2 separate regions of the Capsicum annuum genome follow, and region 1 is linked to region 2. The links are chromatin contacts, called in public Hi-C maps. All regions are on one chromosome and are shown on one strand. Each heading gives the region's core, a stretch centred on a gene start, on an enhancer-like site or on the middle of the called end of the contact. The rest is flanking DNA. Distances are from core to core; before and after follow the strand shown.

Evidence for each region. A called contact is a pair of places that touch in the nucleus more often than the background predicts.
Region 1: a contact with region 2 is called in a Hi-C map of leaf, with 2.1 times the contacts expected there. The contact joins the enhancer-like site here to the promoter of LOC107870599 in region 2. A contact is called at or near these places in 2 of 5 Hi-C or Micro-C datasets (leaf and placenta).

What each region holds. Positions count from the first base shown.
Region 1 is chr5:168,773,494-168,778,377 of UCD10Xv1.1, reverse strand. It overlaps LOC107870598 (dolichyl-diphosphooligosaccharide--protein glycosyltransferase subunit 2), which reads left to right. Exons shown (of 20, transcript XM_016717174.2): 20 at 421-721. The coding sequence ends at 537. Among protein-coding and RNA genes, the nearest start is that of LOC107870598, 17 kb to the left of the region's middle. Within about 2 kb of position 1,352, at least 2 of the 5 cell types and tissues checked have an H3K27ac peak or open chromatin away from gene starts, as enhancers often do. A contact at or near this core is called in leaf, where this site is marked.
Region 2 is chr5:168,661,223-168,666,484 of UCD10Xv1.1, reverse strand. It overlaps LOC107870599 (exosome complex component RRP45A), which reads left to right and starts at 1,749. Exons shown (of 10, transcript XR_007056035.1): 1 at 1,749-2,034; 2 at 3,671-3,880; 3 at 4,385-4,480; 4 at 4,579-4,693.

The sequences.
Region 1 (4,884 bases), core at 103-2,602, 110 kb before region 2:
GTTGAAAATTGTAGCTATAGCAGAAGCGTCAGACACTTCACCTTAGCTATAACACTAGGCCCTTCTTAAAATGAAGTAATCTGTTTTGTTTGATTTTCACAGATTCTCTTCACTAGTTGGTCCTGATTCTGCTTAGTTATGATCTCTGACAGCCTTCTATATCTAGTGCTTCTTGATAAAACATTAACAGGTAGATCAGTCTTTCTAAGCACCGGCATAGATAGAAAACTCCATTGCCTATACTTCAGCTTAATTTTTTTCAGTTGACAATGAAATCCTAATGGCCTGCCAGGGAACAAATTGCAGGGTGTTCAGCTGCTCTTATAAATCCGTAAAATGCTCAAATTCTGCATGCAGATTTATCTGTTAGACAATACTTTTTGCTCGCTGACTACCTATTTATTTGTTTTCTGTGTGCAGTTGAATCTGTTCATAACATTGAAAGCTCTTGGATTCTTAGGGATCTTCTTACTCTTCGTTGGACACAGAACCCTTTCACATCTGGCGTCCACATCCGCCAAGTTGAAATCCGCCTGATTTAGATAGATTGATTTCGTCAGCCGATAAATGTGAGGAAGCAGAGTTCAAGAGAAAGAGTGTCAGATATATTCTTGTCTTTTTTGTAGAACAAAAAATATATTTATGACACAAATATTGGAGTATTTAGTCCACAAGTTGATGGTGAGAAATTCAATTTTGTTGTTTCCTTTGCAAGAAGTCACATGAGGTGTCTATTGTTCTCTTAAGTGTGGTGAAGACTACTTTGCCTTTAGGCGATTCTCATTTGACAGCATGATATGCTCCCATTATTCTTAGTTGTGGGTAAAATATTGTGAAATTCTTGAGCTCGTCTTATTGGAGGGATTAATATGGAACAACTCTGAGTACTGGTTTATAAGGAAGCTAAGAGCATTAGAAGGGAAGGGGACGGGGATGAACTAGTTTGTGCTTTATAAGCTGACAATTTATAAGATTTCTTGTTACTCAATTCATTCAGCATTCACTTGTTTAGACTGAAAAATCAAGAGATAATTTATCACTTCTATCTTTTTTACCCTTGAAGTTAATTACTATTCGTTTACCAATATTTAGATAATTTATAACTTAATAGGGGTATCATTAGTAAAATTACTGTATTGTTTTTTAAGGGATTTGTTAAGTGAAACATAAATAAGTAAAGATTAATGGGGGAGTAATATTTACTCATCTTCTGAAATGTAACTGAGAAATAGAATTATTCTGCAAACCTTAAATAATTCTAAAATAATGGTAAAATATTGATTAGTTGCGTGCACACTTGTCTGCTTAGCATTCCAGGGGTAGTTTGGTATTTCTATTAGCTTTTAAGTTGGTTGTTTGTGGCTTAAAAGAATTGTTACTTTGTGGGTCCCTTCGTATAGTTCACAAAGCCTCTTCAATATAATTTTCTTATTTTTTATGTTTTGATTTGTTTGTTTTTCTAAAAAAAATTATTTAAATTACTATATATTACAATAACTAATGGCTTAAATATTGATCCGCTCTCTAAATTTTATTAGTAACATATAAATTGGGACAATGAAAGTATCATATATTAATTTAAAATGGCAAAAAGTATTACAAATCATAATAATCAACAACTTAAAATATTTAACGACTTATAAAAAAATTTGATTGATTCTCTAAATACTATATTAGGACAAAGGGAGTAATAAATATTATTTAAAAATTATGCAGAAAGTATTATAAATCACAATAATTAATAACTCAAAATATGTAACAAAAAAATAATATAAAAACTTTGGTTGACTCTCCAAATTCATCAGTATCACATAAATTGAGGCAGAGAGAGTAACATATACCTATCTGAAAACTATATAAAAGTATTAGAAATTACAACAACTAACAACTTAAAATATTTAAAAATCATATAAAATTCTAAAAATTATATAAAAAAATTAATTTATTCTCCAAACTTCATCAATGTCACATAAATTTAAACGACGAGAACAACATATATTATTTAAAAATTACAAATCATATAAAAAATTATATAAAAACATTACACATCACAATAATTGACTAAAAATATTTAAAAATTATACAAAAAGTTTGATTAACTTTTAAAATTGATCGACATCACATAAATTACAAAAAAAATTATATGGATATATAATATAAAAGAGGGTTATAGACAAGGCGATGTGGCACCTCTCTTTGAGCTTCATTTCTATTTATCTTTTTTCTTCTTTTTTGACATTTTTTTTCTATTTTCTCCTTATTTTTAAATTAAATAATTAAAAATATTCTATCCTATTTATTGAGTATCATTAATAGTTATTAATAATTATTGTAGTTAAACTAATGAAGAATTCAAAAGTCCCATCAACTTTCAATAGTTCAAAAGTTGTTGCCATTAATTTAGTGATATAATGATAATTTATTGTGCAAAATTAAAAAATGAATTAATTTAGCATGATAACCACAATTTATTTCATCATAATTATAAACAAATTTATTTATGATAATGTAGAACTTAAAAGACATACTATTACAACAAGTTATTAGTTACCCGTTGATGCTATATGTATATTTTCTTCCATAACGGCTAAGGCAGGAATATTAACCTTTAAATATTACACTTTTGGTATAATATAAAAGAGCATATTATTGCAACAAAAGAGCAGTTTTATAACAAATCTATGTATATGAATAATGCAGAAACACAAACATGCTGACGTAGCGCTTTTTAAGGCCAGAAATTTCATTTATTTTTTTGATTGATTTGATCCTTTTCCTAATTTTAAAAAATTTAAAATTACATCTTAGAATTTACATAATATTAAAGATAATAATATTTAATTCATTTCATCATCAATGCTATTAATTTCTTTTTCTAAAACTTTCTCTGTTCTTTTCTTTATGGCTGTATGATTTTTTCTTCCTCAAGTTTTTACATTAGCCATCAATAATTATAGTCAATTTATTCCTCTGCCTATTGGTATTCATTTTTTGGCCTATATATAAGTTTTTCTTGCGTCAGTTGTTGTTCCGTGTTTATTTACAAACATAGATATATTGTACGATTTTATTTTTAAATATTTTTATTCAATCAATTAGATTTTGACATTGTATATTTTTTATTTTATTTGGTTTTTCAAGTATCTCCACAGCCGGCAGTTGTGAGACTAATCCTCCGTTCCTCGGTCAGCGCATTTTTGCGGTAGGAAACTGGCCACAGAGTTTGCTCCATTCGTCAGAGGCGGGGATCGAATCCCCGACCTCTTGCTTAAGGGACATAGCGTTAAACCACTATGCCAACTCTGCTGGTTGACATTGTATATTGATTCTAAGATACAAGAGCCTTACATGTTAGTTTTACTTTGTTTACTTATGATTCTCATTTACAGTGCATTAACTTTTGTGATGTATTATTTCTTGAAGGGACAATGAAATGATCAACACATGATGAAAGAAAACCAAAAGATGAGGAGGAGGACAAGAACGAAAACACCATCATCATTGGTTAGTTGATATGAATATTTTTTTTCAAATTTTTTTTTTTCTTTGCTTCATCTAAATAACTTAAATTAGTGTTCTTTATATTTGACTCTGTGAAAAAAAAAAAAAGTATTTGATGATCTCTCTTTCACCATATGCAAGATATTTAATTTTCTATTAATCAAATATTTAAATGGCTTAATTTTGCTAATAATAGTACTTATTTATTTGCTCCGCTTAGATGTTTTTTTTATGACTTGATCTCCTTTTCATTCTTTAATAATCTTTTTCCTCTCTTTTTTTTCTTTCATTGTTTGGGTATGGTGCTATTGAAGATGTAATATACTATATCAAAGAATAAGTATGTCAAGAAAAATGTCTATGAAAATTAGCTAAAAGTATATTTTCATTGTCATTAATTTTGTATTTTAGAAGGTTTTGTTTGATTTTAATTTAAAGAAAATTTTAGTGAATTTATATTCTATATTTCAATATGTAATTAAAAATTAAGTTGTGTTATAAAACAAATAAGAATAAAGAAGAAGAGTAGAGAGAATAGAAAGAGTCATTCTTATTTCTTCTCTTAAGGATGAGAGATCATAAGATTATAAATACAATGAATAAAACTCCTCTATTTATGGAAAAAATTTACTCCTAGTCTAAGAAAAAGACAGATGCTTCAAATCCTAATAGATATCAAAGTAAATCTTGATAGACATTCACTATAATGTAAATACATTATAACACTCCCCTTGAATGTCTAATTGGTAGATAATGTGCCTCGTTAAAACCTTACTAGAAAAAATCCAGTAGAGAAAAATTCTAGTGAAGAAAAAATAGTACAGCGCGTATTAACTCCCCTTTATGAGAACATCCTTGACCTTTGCATCTCAATCTTGTGCAGCATCTTCTTGAAAGTTGCAATTGGAGAAGATTTGGTGAATAAATCAGTCACGTTATCAGTTGAACGAATCTGTTGCACGTTAATATCATCATTCTTTTGTAGCTCATATATGTAGAAAAGCTTTGGCAAAATGTGCTTCGTTCTATCTCCATTTATGAATCCTCCCTTAAGATGTGCTATGTATGCTGAATTATCTCTGTATAAAATTATGGGTAGATTGTCATATTTCACACTACATTTTTCTCGAATGAGATGCATCATGGACCTCAACCATACACATTTTCGGCTTGCTTCATGAATGACTATTATCTCAGCATGATTTGATGAAGTGGCTACGATAGACTGCTTTGTATATCTCCAAGATACGGCAGTACCACCACATATGAACACATAGCCTATTTGAGATCGAGATTTATGCGGTGTATCGTGAACCTCAACCACACACATTATCAATTTACTTCACGAATAGCTATAATTTTGCATGGTTCGATGAGATGGCT
Region 2 (5,262 bases), core at 500-2,999:
CTTTTATAGATGTATTTCAAAATTAAATAGGTTATTTAAGAATATTTCTACCATCAAAATTCTTAAATCCAACAAAAATATAACAAAAGTGTCACGACAATTGAATTGGAGATGTAGTTTATCATATTGAATTATACATATGATCAAGAAACAAACCAAAAAAATACTGAATTATACATAAACTTAAGCTAAAAGGAGAATGAAATAGAACAAGGAACTTTTGGTTGGCATCAATGGAATACGAAAAAATTTACTTAAATAGAATTGATGATTTAGAAGTGTTAATATTATATTTTAGGAGTCATAAATCAAATAGGACTCAAATTTTGGAAAACTCCAAAAAAGTGTCAACTTATTTTTTTCACTTTGAATATTTAATTACTGTAAGAAATTTAATTGAAGGAAAAAGGTGAGTATACGATTTTGTTTAAAGGAGAGTCTTTTAATGAAGGAGAAAATGTTTAAGTCACTTTCCTAATGATCTCCACACTTTTAATATCTAGTTTAGGTGTACGCGCCTTTCACATGCATCTCACTTTAATGAGTTCAAACATTACATTAAATAGGATATTTGTTTAAATAATAAAGACGAATATAATAATTAAATTTAATATATATCTTTTGAGTATGTAAAGATGGAGAATTTATTTATTAAACCTAATTTTTACCAAAAATATTTTTAAAAGTTGATCGACATTCATTTATCATCTGTAAATTGCAATAAAACAATACAATGATAGAGACATCAAAATAATACAATTAAATCTAATCTTTACACACAAAAATTTTCTCAAAACCGTCTGACACTCATTTACCACCTATAAACAATAACAAAATAATACAATAATAGAAATATCAAAACAATACAACTAAACCTAACCTTTACATAAAAGAATTCCTCAAAGCCGACCAACATTTATCCATCACCTGTACACTGCAAATAATAATACGATAAAAATGATATCAAAACAATACAATTAAACTTAAATTTTACACACAAAAAATTCTCAAAACCGATCGAGATTCATCTAGAACTATAAACTATCTCAGAATAACAAACTAATAGAGATATTACGATAGTACAATTAAACCTAACTTTTATCTAAAAAAATTCAAAGCAGGCCCACATTCATCTAGCATTTATAAATTAAAATAAAATAATAAGATAATAAAGATATCAAAATAATACAACTAAACCTAACCTTTACATAAAAAATTCTTCAAAGCCAACCGACATTCAGCTACAACCTGTAAACTGTAAAAAAAGATATATAATAATGATCAGAAAACTTTGATTTTGATCCAACTAATTCTTGTGTGAGCAAAAATTTTGATCCTAAAGAATGATTTTGAATAAAAACAAAGAAGATATATATACACACATGTTGAATTCTATTATGGTGACAAAAACAGTGAAGAAATTGAGGGTTAAAAAATGAAGCATCTACCATCCAGACATGCAATCAAATCAAGTTAGATCAGCATCACTCATATTCTCCTAATAGGTAAACCGATTTGTTCTCTAATTTAACATACATCTCAATATTTATAAAACTTTAAAAAGTAAATTACAATGTCAAAAAGTATTATAAATTACAATAACAACTTAAAATATCTAAAAATATATTAAAATATAATTAATTATTTAAATTTTTTTTTTTATACCACATAAATTGAGATAAAAAAATACGGGCCTTGGATATCTAGTATTAATAGATATGCAAATTATAACAAAGTAAAAGCGAAGAACGGAAAGAGTTAAAAGTAAATTGGTCGGGAGAGTAATAAAATATTGTAGGTAAACACCAACGCCCCCACTCCCCCACCCAAACGATGAACCCCAGCCCTGCAGTAAAACCCTAAACCTAAACTCATTCCTCTGTTTTCATTTGTGGATATGGAGCAAAGGTTGGGAAATACATGGCGAATGACAGTGAATGAGAAGAAATTTATTGAATCTGCTTTAGAATCTGAGCTCAGAGTTGACGGTCGCCGTCCCTTTGACTATCGAACTCTCACTATCAAGTTTGCTAGGTAACAACTCTAACTCAATCTCTTTTTTCTTCTTCATAGCTGTGGCGTCTAGGCCAGCTTGTGTACACCATCAACTAATTTCACGAGATGTGTACACTTATCCTCCCTAGACCCCGCACTTACACTCCCAGACCCCACTTTATGGGAATATACTGGGTACGTTGTTCTTCTTCTTCATTTTTGATTTCTATATATTGAACTGGATCAGTAAGAAATTAGATGCTTTTACACCATTGCTATTAATGCCTAGTTGAATTTGAGATAGATTCCGGACAGTACAGAAATAGAAAATATACAGTGAATTTAGTCTTCAATTTGTTTGGTTGTTTCGATTAACACATTTGAATACAAGTTTGATTTTAGGGTGTGTTTGGTACGAAGAAAAATATTTTTCATGGAAAAATAGGCTGATTTTTTTCTTTTCTTTTTTTTGTTGGTAAGCAAAAAATATGTTTTCTCAAGAGCATTTTTTTGTAATCTAGCAAAAAAGCTATAGAGGTTGGAGGGGGTGGGGTTTGGGGTTTTCGGATGGGTGGGGTGGATTGGTCAACGGGTAGAGGTTGGTGACGTTCGGTGGGTGGGAGGAAACATCAAGCATAGAATGTTACTTGTGGAGCTTGTTTTCCCTAGTTCCATTAAGGAAGCCATTTTTCTCATTTTAAAGAACCTGTTTTCCTCGGGAAAATGTTTTCCAAAATTTTCCAACCAGACATCGGTAAATAAGAAAACATCTTTTTCGCAATACCAAACAAACCATCAGTGAAAGCGAATCCATTGTAGGATGTCTATTATAGTTGTAGGTCTCCTGTATTGGACTGTTTTTTGAACCTGGCAACTTCTTCTCGTCATAACTTATACTCCCTCCGTTTCAAGAAGAATGACCTACTTTCCCTTTTAGCCTGTTTTAAAAAGAATGACCTCTTTCCCTTTTTAGCAATTTTTTAATTTTAATTTTCCACATGGCATGTTTAAGACCACAAGATTGAAGGGCATTTTGGTACATTTGACATATCTTTAATTTAACACCACAAGATTTAAAAGTCTTCTTTATTTTCTTAAACCCAATGCCAAGTCAAACTAGGTCATTCTTTTTGAAACAGAGGGAGTACTTGTTCTGAATAATTGAGCACATGGAGTAAAATTCTTTTCCTTGTCCTTAAATTTTGTTTGTTGTATTTCCCATTGTCACTCTTCTAGATTAATTAACTTTTATGTCACTACAGGTTGCCATATTCAGGTATAATGAGAAATTTTACACGTTGTTTGCATACATCTGTTATTGTTTCTTTTTTTTTTTGATGACCGTGGTGTCCAGGCCAGCTTTCACTTTCGCGCACCTTAGCTAATTCCACGCGCACCTTAGCTAATTCCACGGATACCTGACACCTCCCACTAGCAACAGGTACCAAGTAACTCTGTCCACCAACGCTAGAACAAATGGGAAGAATCACCTAGTGTTTTTTTTGTCTCCACCGGGGCTTGAACCTGTGACCTCATGGTTCTTAATCCACTTCATTGACCACTAGGTCACACCCTTGGGTGAACATCTGATATTGTTTCTTATGATATGTGACATATGCTTGTGTGATTCATATAAGACTTTACATTATGATTGTTAAGAGTTATTGATTTGCAGAGAAGATGGTTCATCAGAAGTTCAACTGGGGCAAACTCATGTTATGAGCTTTGTTACGTCGCAACTAGTGCAACCTTATCGAGATCGACCAAACGAAGGAACCCTTTCTGTATTTACTGAGTTTTCCCCAATGGCAGATCCTTCCTTTGAGGCAGGTCGTCCTTCAGAGTCTGCTGTTGAGTTGGGTCGCATAATTGACAGAGGGTTAAGGTAACATTTCAACAAACATGTCGATTGTTATGCATCAACAAATGTATTTATTATAAGCTGTATATATTGTCTTTTTTCAAAATATTATAAGATATATATTGAAGAAGAAAGAATTTTTACTATCTTGTGGGGGATATATTGTATTTCTTTTGTGTAGTGGTTGAGAAATGCTTATAATTTTTGATCTCCTGCTTATTTTTTTCCCATTGTAGTAATTCTGGTTTTTGCTTTTTGAGCTTTTGCAGTAGACCCGTTTGAAGGTATCATTGAGTTTCTCTTATTCGTATTAACAGCTACTCTAGGGGGGATGTTTTTATTGGTGTTAACGTTTTAATAACTATTTATTTGTGTGTAGAACGCAGATAGAAAAGCAATCGTCTAGGTAGTATTTAGTTATGCATCACTTGTTTTGTTTTGCTGGAGATAAATACATATTTGAAGAAAAGAAATTGTTGTCTTTGGTTAATTCTTCTTTTATTCTGATGTCTTAAAAGGGTAATGCAGGGAAAGCAGAGCTGTCGACACTGAATCACTCTGTGTTGTGTCTGGGAAGTGGGTCTGGTCAATTCGTCTTGATCTCCATATTTTGGATAATGGAGGGTGAGTTGTGGTGGTGTACATTTGGGTCCAGTTAAGTGCCCATCCACGTATCCATCTGAAGTTATGGAACTAATTGTGTGATTCTGCTACAAGTGCAGTAATCTTGTTGATGCTGCCAATATTGCTGCCTTAGCTGCGCTTTTGACATTTCGGAGGCCTGAATGTACACTAGGAGGCGATGACGGGCAGGAAGTGATACTACATCCACCCGAGGTTTCCTTTCTTTCTTTATTCCCCCTATAATTTTGGGGTGTGCATTGGTCGGTTTGGTTTATCGGTTTTTAAATATGTAAAACCAATGACCAACCAATAAGATATTTTCTTATCGGTTTTTGGTTTATCGGTTTTTGATCATTAACGGTTCAATTTTCGGTTTAACCAATAAGAAAATATTCATAAAATAGAAATAGTAACAACTAACATAAAAAAATAAAATCTTAGTTACCGTCAAAATCCTACGCAATGCATTTTAGTTTACAAGAATGTTCGGACTTGAATTGAATATTAGTTCGGAAAAAAATTGAATCCTAATTGTTGGAAGCTACTAAATGCTTCAAGCTTTCCAATACGATAATGCTTGTGCTTTATATTGTGTCTTTGTTGCCCTGAATAGGTTAATACTTTGTGAATCACAGAACTGTGAATAAGTAGTGTATATAACACACACATATATATATATATATATTACATAAATAGGGGAAAACAGTAACTTAGTGTATTCTTATTGGGTTATCGGTTTAATCGATAACCCAATAAGCTAAAACCGAAACCGAACCGTTTAC